3 separate regions of the Sus scrofa genome follow, and regions 2 and 3 are each linked to region 1. Evidence: chromatin contacts called from public HiChIP or PLAC-seq data. All regions are on one chromosome and are shown on one strand. Each heading gives the region's core, a stretch centred on a gene start, on an enhancer-like site or on the middle of the called end of the contact. The rest is flanking DNA. Distances are from core to core; before and after follow the strand shown. Region 1 holds the start of ATF6B (activating transcription factor 6 beta). Region 2 holds the start of SKIV2L (Ski2 like RNA helicase). Region 3 holds the start of NOTCH4 (notch 4).

What was found. HiChIP or PLAC-seq counts read pairs in DNA pulled down with a chosen protein or histone mark.
Region 2: a contact with region 1 is called in an H3K27ac HiChIP or PLAC-seq map of alveolar macrophages. The contact joins the promoter of SKIV2L here to the promoter of ATF6B in region 1. A contact is called at or near these places in 4 of 5 promoter capture datasets (fetal skeletal muscle, liver and skeletal muscle), 5 of 47 Hi-C or Micro-C datasets (blood, heart right ventricle, skeletal muscle and 1 more) and 1 of 2 datasets of contacts at active chromatin or transcription factors (alveolar macrophages).
Region 3: a contact with region 1 is called in an H3K27ac HiChIP or PLAC-seq map of alveolar macrophages. The contact joins the promoter of NOTCH4 here to the promoter of ATF6B in region 1. A contact is called at or near these places in 2 of 47 Hi-C or Micro-C datasets (fetal liver and liver) and 1 of 2 datasets of contacts at active chromatin or transcription factors (alveolar macrophages).

What each region holds. Positions count from the first base shown.
Region 1 is chr7:24,169,495-24,174,197 of Sscrofa11.1, reverse strand. It overlaps ATF6B (activating transcription factor 6 beta), which reads left to right and starts at 2,467. Exons shown (of 18, transcript NM_001123103.1): 1 at 2,467-2,594; 2 at 2,973-3,052; 3 at 3,199-3,277; 4 at 3,519-3,610; 5 at 4,667-4,703. The coding sequence starts at 2,513. It overlaps FKBPL (FK506 binding protein like), which reads left to right and starts at 888. Exons shown (of 1, transcript NM_001128485.1): 1 at 888-1,937. The coding sequence starts at 888. The coding sequence ends at 1,937.
Region 2 is chr7:24,045,091-24,049,793 of Sscrofa11.1, reverse strand. It overlaps SKIV2L (Ski2 like RNA helicase), which reads right to left and starts at 2,778. Exons shown (of 28, transcript NM_001101817.1): 1 at 2,666-2,778; 2 at 2,484-2,587; 3 at 1,691-1,800; 4 at 1,480-1,597; 5 at 1,237-1,351; 6 at 1,057-1,131; 7 at 730-783; 8 at 444-634; 9 at 150-278. The coding sequence starts at 2,687. It overlaps NELFE (negative elongation factor complex member E), which reads left to right and starts at 2,893. Exons shown (of 11, transcript NM_001101825.1): 1 at 2,893-2,969; 2 at 3,409-3,491. The coding sequence starts at 3,417.
Region 3 is chr7:24,254,439-24,259,141 of Sscrofa11.1, reverse strand. It overlaps NOTCH4 (notch 4), which reads left to right and starts at 2,861. Exons shown (of 31, transcript NM_001123147.1): 1 at 2,861-3,070; 2 at 3,866-3,947; 3 at 4,119-4,411. The coding sequence starts at 3,001.

The DNA of each region.
Region 1 (4,703 bases), core at 1,218-3,717:
CCTGGATTGAATGCGTGAAGGAGCAGACAGGTTGATTGGCTGGGAGCCTTGAGACCAGCAATATGAATAGCACAGGTGGGCCTGAAGTCGCCATGCGGGCCCTCGTCGCTACCGCTATCATTCACCACCAGCTCCACCATTCCCCACCCTATCCTCATTCGCCCCAATCTCCCACTCCAGGCCTTCTCCAGACTTTAACTCTCAATAGCCAGGCTAGCTCGACCTCGCCTAGTTCAGTTCGATTTGGCCTAGTTCGGTTGCTAAGGCCTGGAGCTTCCCGGTTGCTGGGGGAGGGGAGGGAAATGATGTCACGTCCAGAAGGCGGGCTAACCAGACCTCTCCCTCCTCCCGATTGGTTGCCGGGAACTTGAGTAGATTCGCTTTCACGCGGGCTCCAGGGTTAGCCGTTAGTGTCTCTCCTCAGCTGTCCCCTGCTCCCCCTGACCGTCCTCTCCGCCCGAAGCAAAACTCTAATGACAGTGCTCAGTAGAGCTTAGCTTCGGAAGGAGAGGTGATTCGAATGGTCGGGCTACCGCCACCAGGAGAGGCACTTCGGCCGCCCAGGTACTTTTTGACTCGCTCGGGTATCCGTAGTTGGGACAGTGGCTCAAGCCGCGGGAATTGTGGAACTTATAGTTCGAATTAGTTCGGGGTTGGGAGGTAGGCTCGAATCCGACAGAGATTTTGAGGAGGGGGGAAAAAAAAGAGAGAACTTTAAGGACCGGAGGCCTGGATCCCAGAAGGACAGAAAAGAAGTCTAAATAAGATTCCTGCCAATAGCATTGTTTTGATTTTTTTTTCTTTTTTAATCAGGTGCTGATCTGAATCTGATCCATACCTTTCTGACCAAAACTGTTTACCCACGGTGGAAGGGACTGGGTACCCAAATGGAGACGCCACCAGTCAGTCCACTGGGAGAGAAGAACATTTCTCAACCGCAACAACGATGGAAAAAGAACTCCCAGAAGATCCTTGATTCAACTACTCAGATTAGGCAGCAGCCCCAAGACCCTTCTACTGAACTTCTTGAGGGGAGAGTGAGCCCAGATCCAGCCGGCCAAATTCTAGAAAATCTTCAAGAAATTGAAAAGCTGGCCGTTGGACGTGAAGGAGATTCTGATAAATCTCATGGACCAGCCAGTGAGATGCCAGAGCCCCTTCAAGCTTCTGAACTCTGGTACTGCCCCGATGGGAGCTTTGTCAAAAAGATCCTAATCCATGGCCACGGCTTGGACAAACCCAAGCTGGGCTCCCGCTGCCGGGTACAGGTTTTGGGATTTCCTTTGGGGTCAGGGCTGCCAGAGGGCTGGACAGAGCTAACTATGGGGTTAGGCCCATGGAGGGAGGAAACTTGGGGAGAGCTTGTAGAGAAGTGCTTGGAGTCCATGTGTCAAGGTGAGGAGGCAGAACTTCAGCTCCCTGGGCGCTCTGGACCTCCTGTCAGGCTCAAACTGGCCTCCTTCACTCAAGGCCGGGACTCCTGGGAGCTAGAGCCCACCGAAAAGGAGGCCCTGGCCAGGGAAGAACGTGCACGGGGCACAGAATTATTTAGAGCTGGGAACCCTGAAGGGGCTGCCCGATGCTATGGACGGGCTCTTCGGCTGCTGCTGACTTTACCTCCACCTGGCTCTCCAGAACGAACTGTCCTTCATGCCAATCTGGCTGCCTGTCAGTTGCTGCTAGGGCAGCCCCATTTGGCAGCCCAGAGCTGTGACCGGGTGCTGGAGCGGGAGCCTGGCCATTTAAAGGCCTTGTACCGAAGGGGGGTTGCCCAGGCTGCTCTTGGGAACCTGGACAAAGCAACTGCTGACCTCAAGAAAGTGCTGGCAGTAGACCCCAAAAATCGGGCAGCCCAGGAGGAGCTGGGAAAGGTGATCATTCAAGGGAAGAAACAAGATGCAGGACTGGCTCAGGGACTGCGCAAGATGTTTGGCTAATTAAAAGTTAAACCTTAAAAGAGACAGGAACCTGTGAATTGTGGTCTATGTTGTGAGTTTTGGGGGGAGGGGCCAGTGGGAGGATTTCACCCACATACTTTTACCAGCTTTTGCCTTCCTAGGGAAGGTAGCAGTGGTCTTAGTGTATGTACCTCTTTACCGTTTTACCATGAAAAAGCCTTATGGTCACGTGTGGTATATTTTGCGGGGCTTATCTATCTCCAAAGATGAACACAAGCTATCTAAACTTCTAAATTCAGTACTGTTTGGGGGAGACGGCGAACCTTCAAAACCCGGTACCTACGTTTCCTAGGCGCTTTCAGGCTGGGTCCGGCTTGGCGCACGCGCAAACTTCACTGCCTGGTATTGCGGAGGTGCTAGCCTCCGGGGCGCTCCTATTGGCCGGTCCTATACAGCCACCGCCTATATTGTCTCACGTGCTCAATACCCAGGTCTCTTACTGGTTGGGAGAGCTTCCGGGGCGTTCCCCCACTTTTGAGGAGCCAGCCGATTAGTTGATGATGGGAGAGGCGGGCCTTGGGAACTGTCTCGTGGTTGGGGGGTGGGGGGGAAAGATGGCGGAGCTGATGCTCCTCAGCGAGATTGCGGACCCGACGCGTTTTTTCACCGACAACTTGCTGAGCCCGGAGGACTGGGGTGTGCGGAGTGAGGCCTCGGGGAGGGGAGGGGGCTGTGGCATATTGTGCCCCTGAGGCACGCAGGAGGAAGCGGAGGCCCAAAGAGGAAGGCTGGACAGATACGGAATCCATCATTCTGAGGAAGGCGGAACAGGGGGGCTGGTGGTGCTTTCGGGGAGATGCGGGAGTTGGGGCAGACCTCCCCTCCCTGCGGAAATATGGAGTTGTTCCGGGGTCGGGGAAGGAGGGGCTGGAGTTCTCTGGCTGGATCACTTTTCAAGTGGGCGGGCGGTGGATCTGGCCGCGCAGAGGCAGTGAGCGACGGGGCGAGGGCTGTTGTGGGGTTCCGAAGGCTGCGCTAGCGGACGACTCCGCTGACCCTCCGCCCCTCTTGCAGACAGCACCTTGTACGCCGGCCTGGATGAAGTGGCCGAGGAGCCGACGCAGCTTTTCCGTTGCCCGGAGGAAGATGTCCCGGTATCGCTCCCCGGGCCTTGGCCTTGACTCTTACCCTTGGTGGGTGGAAGTGGTCTCAGAACTGGGGCTTATCCCCAGGCCAGAGCTCATCCGGAGCCATCCCTTCAGCCTCACACTCCTGCCATCTAATACCCTCTCCTGTTCAGTTTGGCAGCAGCTCCCTGGACTTGGGGATGGATGTCAGCCCTCCCGAACCCCCCTGGGACCCTCTGCCTATCTTCCCAGGTAAGATACCCTTTGTGATTCCCTCATCCTTTCAGAAACCGTTATCTTCCCATTGTTTCCCAGCAACTATGCAGTTCCTCGTTTTCTCACACGAGTGCCCGTGTACTCCCCCCTTTTGATCTCTTATGTGTGCTCCTTCCTCCTCACCCCAGTGAGGGGCTCTTACCCCATGTCCTTGGGTACTTTTCAAACTTTTGTCAGGCTCTGCTTCCCGGTTATTTTCTTACTCTTTTCCCCCCAGATCTTCAGGTGAAGTCTGAGCCATCCTCCCCCTGCTCTTCCTCCTCCCTCAGCTCTGAAGCATCACATCTTTCCACAGAGCCCTCCAGCCAGGTGAGAGAGTCTTGTCCCTCCTACTTTCTGTGGCAGGGACTCTCCTCCCATCCCTTCACCTATAGATGCTGGTGGAATGATTTGTGTGTTATGAGTCCCGGTTGGGGGGGGGGGCTTCTTTTGTGCATTTGCAATTTCTTTCATATCCTCATTTTCACATCACCACTCTGGTTGTCTAGAACTGAAGATGGAGTTTCTTTTTTTTTTTTTCTGTCTTTTGTCCTTTTTAGGGCCGCACCTGCAGCATATGGAGGTTCCCAGGCTAAGGGTCTAATTGGAACTGTAGCCGCCGGCCTACGTGAGAGCCACAGCAATGCCAGATCTGAGCGTGTCTGTGATCTACACCACAGCTCATGGCAACACCAGATCCTCAATCCACTGAGCGAGGCCGGGGATCGAACCTGCTACCTCATGGCTCCTAATCAGATTCGTTTCCACTGCGCCACAATGGGAACTCTGGAGTTTCTGATACACAGAAATAGGTGGCAGACATGGTGGGGCTGAGAAGAAAAGGATTGTTAACTCCTGAGTATTCTGGAACTGTTTTGCTTTTGCTTTTAGGGCTGCATGTGGGGCATATGGAAGTTCCCAGGCTAGAGGTTGAATCAGAGCTGCACCTGCCGGCCTACACCACAGCCACAGCAGCTCGGAATCTGAGCTGCATCTGTGACCTACACGGCAGCTTATGGCCACATCAGATCCTTAACCCACTGGGCAAGGCCAGGGATTGAACCCGCATCCTCATGGATACTAGTTGGGTTCATTACAACTGAGCCACAATAGGAACTCCTCTGGAACTGTTCTTGACGCAATTGTCCACTCTAAGGCAGTATTTGAAATATGAGACTTTGTCACCTCCCCCAAGAATAAAGTAGAAAGGGAGAACAAGGGGCCGGGGGCAGCTTAGGGAGAATGGTGAATACCATTCAAACCAGAATGTCAAGTAATGGGTGGCTTCTTAGCGCTAAAGCTCTTGTTCTTGCTCTTACCCTCAACGTGTCCTTTGTTTTCTTTCCTTGTTTCTGTCCCCCCTGCTTCACCCTCACTCTTACCCAGGCTTCTGGTGTAGGGGAGGTGCTGGTTGTGAAGACAG
Region 2 (4,703 bases), core at 1,529-4,028, 120 kb after region 1:
GGCACTCGGGGCAGCAGGGAGAAAGCCAAGGTGAGGCCAGGCCAGGACTGAGGTCCAACACTGGCCTGAAGGCATCAGGCCTCCGGTGGGGGGAGGACCCAAGGCTGGGGTGGGGGCGGAGGAGAGCGGGTGAGGGCTGCTCACACTACCTGGAAGGCTGGCTGGGGAATGAGGCGGTAGAAATCACCCACGGGGGAGGTGACATCCACGGGAATGGCCCACTCTTCCTGAGGTGGGGGCTTGGGAGGCTCTCGGGGGGCTACAGCTGTGGACGCTTCCTGGAAAAGTCAGAGGTAGGGGTGATAAAGACAGAGGCAGAGAGCATTCCACTACCACCCCAACCAAAAGATGCTCCAGTCTTTCTCTTGGACCCAGGCAGGCCCGCCCACCCTGTCCGGGGCAAGGCCCCTTCTTCCCTGCCTCAACAGCCCAGAACCACCAACCTTCAACACTAGGTCCTCCAAGCTGCTTGCTCGAGCCAGGGGAGCACTGCAGGGAGGGGCAGAAACAACGTCCCGTTGGGCACCTCCTGGCTGTCCCACTGCCTCACTCTCATCCTCATCGCCCCCACCCAAATCCAGGGGCTCCAGCAGGCGGCTGAGGCTGAGCAACCCAGGAGCTGGAGCTGAGTGATCTGAGGAGCAGGGCAAAAAACAGTCATGTCCAGCTCTGCTCTGAAGCAGTAGGGCGCCACTTCTTCTACGCCCCCATCTCAAAACTGAAACTCACCCTTTGGTGCAAAGTCCACACCTTTCTTGAAGCCGGGCGGAACAGTCAGAAGATCTGGAGGAAAGGGACAGAGAGAGAGAATCAGGGCTACTGCAAGCTGCTGAACAAGTCACTATATAAACCTAAAGGACATCATTCACAGTGTAGATGCTGTAGTTGGGGATATTTGTCATGACACTTTTCCAACAGTTGACAGCAGGGTTCCTTCTAATTTGCTCAAAGAAATAAGAAAGCCAGCAAGGACCCAGTGAGAGGCCTGGGCCCTTCCTCCTCGGGGCCTGGGCTCAGAGCCCTCCCTCAAAAGGGCCCATCCTGGCACCACCTCACCTTTCTCGAAGTCTATCTCCTCCTCTGCCTCCTCCCGAGTACTCAGATCTGTGATGCTAGGCTCATCCATCCCACCTGGGGAGAGGTTGGAGAAACAGGGATTCATGGGGTGGCCATGACTCAGGGGGGTGGAGAATAAGGGCTCCCTCTCCCCGACCATCCCATTTCCACAAGCATCACCTGGCCAAAAAGGGTACTGTGTTGGATTCCCCCACAGGGACTGGGAGGCGGGCCCTGGTGGCCGGCGAAGAGATAAGGAGGTTGTGGCCGACAGGTTTGTATTCTCTAGCAGGACCTGAGGCAAGAGATCAGAGCGCCAGTGAGGCTGAGTTGGCCTCTGACAACCCCCCGCTCCGGCCGCCACCCCCCCACCCCACCCCCCCCACTTCCCAACTCTGCTTCTTGTGGCCCCTGACCTCTTACCTCCTTGTAGCCTAGTATCTGGCCTGTGGTTGGGTGTCTTTGGGCCTGCAGGTCGGAGGGGACTGGGGCCCCCAGTGCGGCCAGGAGAGACCAGGGATCCATCTTCCTCTGCCATTTTCTGGACAGAAAGAAATTTTCAGCTCTTTCTCCTCTGTCTCAACTTCCTTCAGGAACCCATTTCCCCTAGTCCAGGCCCCTCTAGACTCCTCACCGGGCTGAGTGCTCCACACCATGCAGAGGCAGCCAGGCTGGAGAGGACAGAAACAACTGTTCTGCTTCTTGCTGCAGATCTGGGGCACAGGGTGGGAGGCCGTGGGGAAGCTGGAACAGGGCAAGACGAGAGGCATGAGGCAAGGAAAGAGAGTAAGACACAGACAAAAGAGATGGTGACGGGCTTCATGTTTAGATCAGAAATGGTAGGTGTCCCATACAGGCTAGGACAATTAGGCTGAAGCAATAGTTTCCAAAGGTTGTCCTACTTTATAGGAAAAACTGACCTGCAACTGAATTATCTGGAGAGCTGTTTAATAATATAGATTTTGGATTAAAGAATTTCTGGAGATGGACCTAAGAATTTCTAATTTAGGAAAGCTCCCCCTCTAATCATGAGGCACACAGATTCTGATAATCACTAGTTTTAGGAAAAGGAGCCCCAGACCTAAGGATGAAAAACCGAAGGTGCTCAAGGGCTGACCTATCAGCCACCAACAAGTGCCCTGGTGCTTGGAGACAGAAGAAGATGCCAGGGAGAAAAGACCCACTGGAAAGAGCAGTTCTCAGAGCTAAAGTTATCCCCAGGGCTCCCTGCTCTGTCTTCTCATGGGCTCTGACGCACTGCAGGTCGACTGGGTTGGGATCCATCCCGCACCAGTCCAAAGCTGGGATGACAGGTGTCCAGAGACAGGTGAGCCAGGTCAGGTTAGACCCTACTGTGAGAAGGCTGAAAGGGGTTTTAAGCCCTATTAATAAGGGTCAAGGTTAGGTTAGAGCTAAAAGTCACTCACGGTGCTCTCTGGAGCCCCAGGCACATTCAGCAGCTCCCAGCGCCCGGTACATCCTAGCTCCAAGGCGCGGAGGGGCAGATCCAGGGGATCTGGGGTAGGCAGCACTATGGGAGGAAAATCACAGGTCAGGGGTCAAGGGTCATTCCCTGTCTCCTCCTCCTTCCCACCTTCTGCCCCCTCACCGAGTCGCTCCGTCTCCATCATCCTGGAGCCACGGTAGCTGCCGGGCAGCCCGGAAGTGTAGGGAGGAGCCGAAACCCGCGGAACTAGCGGCGACTTCCGGAACACACCCCGCTGGGGGCGGGGACGAGCACTACCGAGGGGCGGAACCCAAGCTGGTGGGAGGCCGGACGGAAGTGTGCGCGCCGCGAGCCGCCTTGGTTACCGCGGTCTCCGCCCCTCGCTACGTCATCGCTCCGAGCCAGCGATCCGCTGCCCGCGCGGGCGCCGCCCGAGACCGTGGGGCTCCGGTTGCCGCCCCCTCAGGTAAGGCCTTCTCCGTCTCACCCTTCGCCCCTTTTTTCCGAGCTCCTTCTCTCTTCTTGCCCTGTTCGTTGCTCTGAGAGCGCTGCGCGGGTTCCACTGCCTCCTCTGCTTTTCGGACCCTGCGAATGCCATACTAACCCCAGCGAGGTAGGGGGGGTCTGGTGCCATCGTCTTCGCGACGGAGGGGGTGTTTCTCCCTTCCTGGGCTACGTGGTGCCCCAAGGCGCTGGTATCCGTGATTCCCGGAGAGAGAAGGGAATGCTGGTTGATCCCGACGAGCGGGGGCTTGGACGGCAGCTGGTTTAAGCAAGGGGTAGGGAGAGGCAAAAGACAGGAGTAGGCAGGCCTGGAGGGGTGGGATTGGGTGCAGTGTGGACGGCGTGTGACCCCTGGGCGGTGACAGTGGAGAAAGATGTCTTGGGCCCTGCCCCTGAACCAGGAGCCACCATGTTGGTGATACCCCCCGGACTGAGCGAGGAGGAGGAGGCTCTGCAGAAGAAATTCAACAAACTCAAGAAAAAGGTGAGGGAGTGTGTGTGGGCATGGCCCAAACTTTCAAAGACTCTACACTGAGAACACCTGGGGTGAGTGTGAGGGGATGGGGGGGTGGGGGTTCTTCTAGCTCATACCTAGAGACATGGCACCTCTCAGTGTCCCTTCATGGGTGGACTTTCTCAAGGTGGATACTTGCTTTTCTCTCTTTTCTGTATAGTCTGCCATGGAGGTGTCTTCCTTTCCTCCGGCTTTTAGTACCACCTAAGAACTGGTGATCCCAGGCTTGGTTTTTTTTAGTTCCATCTGTATCTTGCCAATAACCTTCATATATTGCCGCTCTGGTCTTACCTATTCTAATCTTGGTCTTCCAAATAGGACTGACTCCATTCACTTCTCCCGCTGTTTGGAATCCAGATCTCGTCTCTGTCTTATTTGCGTAGCCAAATGTTTGCCGAGTCGTCTTGATTCCTCCTTTGAAGTAACTTCTTCTGTTTACTCCTTCCTGTGTATTCTCGCAGTCAGGCCTTTGCTGATGCTCACCTAGACTGTTGTAATCGTCTCTCAGCAAGTTTCTTTTTTCGACAGACTTTTTTACTTCTATTAAAATGGTGCTTTGAAAACAGAAAACACTGTCCTTCTTTTTCTCAAAAGCCAGTGGTTTCACATTGTCTATAAAAGAGCCTTAATTTGGCAGCCCTTCCTCGTCAAATAGAACTATTCCTGGGAGTTCCCGTCGTGGCGCAGTGGTTAACGAATCCAACTAGGAACCATGAGGTTTCGGGTTCGGTCCCTGCCCTTGCTCAGTGGGTTAACGATCCGGCGTTGCCGTGAGCTGTGGTGTAGGTTGCAGACGCGGCTCGGATCCTGCGTTGCTGTGGCTCAGGCGTAGGCCGGTGGCTACAGCTCCGACTCAACCCCTAGCCTGGGAACCTCCATATGCCGAGGGAGCGGCCCAAGAAATAGCAACAACAACAACAACAACAACAAAAAGACAAAAAAAAAAAAAAAAAAAAAGAACTATTCCTTAATCCCAAAACACACACACATACACACACACACACACACACACACACACACACACACACCCAGAGTCTTATCTCTGCATCTTTGCCGCCTTGTTTTCTTTGTCTAAAATGCCTTTTCTTTTCTGTATGTTATTGTAGATTCTATCCAGGGCTCAGTTTAATGTGGGCATCAGGAAGGTCTTACTTGCTCTCAGCTATAGTCTACACTTCTTTA
Region 3 (4,703 bases), core at 1,612-4,111, 85 kb before region 1:
GCCGCGAGAGCAGCCCAAAGAAATAGCAAAAAGACAAAAAAAAAAAAAAAAAAAAAAAAAAAAAGAAAAAGGGAGGTTGACTTACAAGTACATTTATGTCCTAATTCTTCTCAGAGCCATATTTTAAAACGCTTTTTTCATTTAAGGCCTTAACGGCAGCATATGAAAGTTCCCAGGCCAGGGACTGAATCCTCACTGCCCCAGATCCTTTAATACACTGCACTGGGCTGGGGATCGAACTCACACCTTCACAGTGCCCCAAGCCAAGGCAGTTCAGATTCTTAACTCACTGTGTGTGCCACAGTTCGAATTCCTCAAAGCCAAAATTTTTTTTGAAGTCTATCCTTTGACCATTTGACTTAGCAGCCTCCATTCAAAGAATTTAGCCTAAGGAAATAGACAGTGACTCAAATACGTATGTTCAAAAATATTTATTGCAGCATAGTTGATGATATTTTTAAAGACCGAGCTCCACCTAAGTGTCCTACAGTTGAAATTGGTTTCAGTGAACTAGGGCTCACCAAACAGTGGAATACTATTCAACCATTAAGAATGAGGTTTGTGAGTTCCTCTTGTGGTTCAGCTGAAACAAATCCGACTAGTATCCATGAGGATGCAGGTTCAATCTCTGGGCTTGCTCAGCGGGTTAGGGATCCAGTGTTGCTGTGAGCTGTGGTGCAGTTGCAGATGAGGCTCAGATTCCACACAGCTGTGGTTGTGGTGTGGGCCTCGCGCTGTGGCTGTGGTGTAGGCCAGCAGCTATAGTTCCGATTTGACCCCTAGCCTAGGAACCTCCATGTGTCATTCATGAGTGTGGCCCTAAAACGCCAAAAAAAAAAAAAGATGATGTTGGGAGTTCCCGTTGTGATGCAATGGGATCAGTGGTATCTCTGCAGGACCAGAACACAGGTTTGATCCCCAGGCCGGCAGAGAGGGTTAAAGATCTGATATTGCCACAGCTGCAGTGTAAGTCACAACTGAGGCTCAGATCTGATCCCTCACCCGGGAGCTCCATATGCCACAGAGGGACTGAAAAAAAAGAAAGAAAAAGAAAAAAAAAATGCTGTTGGCTCCTGATGTGATGGGTTGAGAACAAAACACCACTTCTGTGGTATTCCTGGTGAAAAATGCATAAACTGAAGAAGCATCATCAGATCTGCCTAAATTTAGGATGAGTCTGCAAAACCTGTACTCTTCAAATGTGTCAATGTAATGAAAGGCGAAATGAGTCTAAGGAACTGTGTCTTTTTTTCTTGTTAAAATAAAGGAGACTGAAAAGACAACACAAATAAACGCAATGCAGGATCCTGGATTAGGTAGATCCTGGACCAAGAAAATAATCATTACAAAGGATATTATGGGGCAATTGGCAAATTTTGAATGTGGACTGTAGATTAGACAATGGTATTGTATCCATCTAAGTTTCCTGATTTCTATGGTCGTGTTTGGTTATGTAAATGAAGGTTCTTGTTCTTAGGAAATTCACGCTGACACTTAGAAAGAACAGATGTATGTGTGCTGTTTACTCTCAAATGGTTTAGAAAAAATACTAACGTGTATTTAGAGAAATAATGATAAAGCAAATATGGTCAAATGATAGTAATTGGTGAATCTGAACAGAGAGTATCCTGGAATTATTTTTGGTACTCTTGTCTCTTTTCTGTGAGTTTTAAATTATTTCGAAATAAAAAGTTAATTTGGAAAAAAAAAAACTGGAGTTCCCATCTTGGCTCAGGGATTAACAAACCCGACTAGTATCCATGAGGACGCGGGTTCGATTCCTGGCCTCGCTCAGTGGGTTAAGGATCCGGCATTGCTGTGAGCTGTGTTGTAGGTCACAGACATGGCCCGGATCCAGGGTTGCTATGGCTGTGGCATAGGCTGGCAGCTACAGCTCTGATTAGATCCTTAGCCTGGGAACTTCCATATGCCACAGGTATGGCCCTAAAAAGCAAAAAGAAAAAGAAAAGGGGGAAAAAAAGGAAAAAAGAATAGTGCTAGCAAAGTACATTCACTGGTGGAGAAGGCTGAGCTGTGAGTGCCTCAATGGCTGGGGCTGTGGGCACAGCGGTGGATGACACCTCCAGCCATCCCAGACTCTCAGAGAAGAACTGGGTGTGTGGCAACCCCAAAGCTGTCCTGGGTTGGGTTGGATGAGTCAGGTTGTGAATTGTCTTTTGTGATTTTATTTACTCTGATTTTTAATACAATGACTGACATTCCTTGTGTCCCAGGGACCCCTGGGGTGGAGAGAGGGAGACGTGGCAGGAGAGGAACCTATCCAAATGCAGTGTCTGCTAAGGATAATTCAGACTTATCATCGGTGATGATCTTACACGGTCCCCTTCAAAAGAAAGCCAAGATCCCCCTAAATCAGCCCAGCATCTTGCCCATTCCTCCCAAAGGAGAAAATTAAGTCCCCAGCAAGGGTCAAGACAGAGACCCAGAAATCCCCTGACTTCTTTCTGCCAAGATTAGTGGTTTCAATGTATAGAAAGGAGCAGATTCTCTGAAAAGCATCTGCACTGACCTTACAAAACATGCACCCTCTCCTTGCAAGAGGACGAGCTCTCTCATCACCCTAGGCCTCTGTTCCCAGGTCCTGCCCCACCCCTCCAGGGCAGGAGGAGAAAGGAGAGACCTCGCCAACCGGAGAAGGGGCTGGACCGCTCCCAGAGCCCCCACCTGCCCAGCTCTCCCCTTCTACCACCTGCTCCAACCAGGCTGTCCTTCTTCCTCGCCAGCTCCCCAGGGGTTGTCAAGGACAGAAGGCCCCTCCCTCATCCCCCTCAATGTTCCTCCACTCCCCACCCCCCAGCACTAGGGTGTCCAGGACATTGTGTGACTCAGGAAACAGCTCAGACGTGAGGTTCGCTGCTTGCCGAGGAAGAGGAAGAAAGGGCCTTGGAGCAGAGGAGGTGGTTGTTGCCTCGGGGAGGGCTCTGGGGGTCCCGGCTGGAGGAGGCAGAGGGCGTCCGGGCTGGGGGCAGGAGCTCTGGAATGCGGCCCCCTTCACTGCTGCTGCCTCCGCTGCTGCTCCTGCTGTGTCGGCCTGTCGTCCAGTCTAGAGGTGAGGCGTGGGGAGGGAGAGGTGAGGGGACCTATCTTCCTCAGGAGGATGTCCGGTGGGTTGAGGACAGAGGGCCGAGACCCAGGCTTTGAGGCCACACTGGAGGGGGAGCTTCTCAGCCCCCACATGGGGCAGCCGGCAGGGAGAGATGGCTCTGCCCCTGCAGCGACACAGACCAAGGCTACCGGCCTTGCGTCAGGCGTGGTGACCGTAGGGGGGGATGGGTGGGAGAGTGCCCACCCCCACGGAGAACCCGGTTGGCCCTGGAGCTGGGGGACAGCGTACTCTTGCAATCATGTTTAGGAAGACAAGAAAAAGAGTGAGCACCTGCTAGGGGAAGAGATAAGAGGGCATCAGGAGATGGAGACATGGGAAGGGAAGGTCAAGGGCCCAGCAAGTCCCTTTCCCAGTCCAGCTGTCCCTACCCCCACCCACCACAGCTCAGTACTGGGCCCTTCCGGGAGGAAATCCCTTCAATGTTGCAGCCATTCACCTCCCTGGAGTCCCCTCAGCCCCCCTCCTGATCCCTGTTGTCTTGCTTCCGAGGGATAGAGCCTGAAGCTGGACTTGGGAGGCCAGAGAATAAACAGGAAAGGAGGGGTGGGAATTAGTAACTCAGAGCCTGGGATCTAGGGGCTGGGGAGCCAGCTCCACGTGGGGACTAGGAGCGGGGTATAATGGCAATGGGATTCAGAGCACATGCATGAGGCCACACCAGCAGGTCCCCCCGGAGCCTCCAGAGGAGGAAAAGTGGAGTGTGGTACCCCCCCATCTCATCCTCATCTCCACCCCTAGGGCTGCAGTGTGGGAGTTTCCCAGGACCCTGTGCCAACGGAGGCACCTGCCTGAGCCCACCTCAGGGGCAAGGGACCTGCCAGTGAGTGTACCTCGTGGGAGTGGGAGAAAGGGAGTTGGGGGCAGGGGGAGGTGAGAAGAAAGGAGAATGGGAGGAGGTGAAGCGGATGGTGGGAAACAAAAGAAGGCAAAGGAGGGAGAGAGGAGGCAGAGGGGCCGGAACTTGAGTTCTCCTCTCTCCTCCCCTGTCCAGGTGTGCCCCTGGCTTCCTGGGAGAGACGTGCCAGTTTCCTGACCCCTGCCAGGATGCCCAGCTCTGCCAGAACGGGGGCAGCTGCCAAGCCCTGCTTCCCACCCTTCCTGGCTCCACCAGCCCTCCCTCTCCCTTGACCCCCAGCTTCTTCTGCACCTGCCCCTTTGGCTTCACTGGCGAGAGGTGCCAGGCCCAGGTCAAGGACCCCTGCTCTTCCTTCTGTTCCAAAATGGGCCGCTGCCACATAGAGGCCTCGGGCCGCCCCCGGTGCACCTGCATGCCGGGGTGGACAGGTGAGTGCTGATGGGAGTGGGGAGGAAGGGACAGGCAAGGGCAACAGGCTGGGCTATGGGGTAGGAATGACGGAACTGGAGCCTGAGAGAGTTGGAGTCCTCACAGGGCAGAGGGCATGAGAACCAACAAGCCAGGTCTTGGCGATTCATCTACCTGAGATTGACATTCACTGGTAGGGTGGCGCTGATTGTTAAAATGTTGTATTTCTGGGAGTTCCCAAGGTGGCTCAGCAGGTTAAGAACCTGACTAGTATCCATGAGGATGTGGGTTCAACCCCTGGACTCTCTCAGT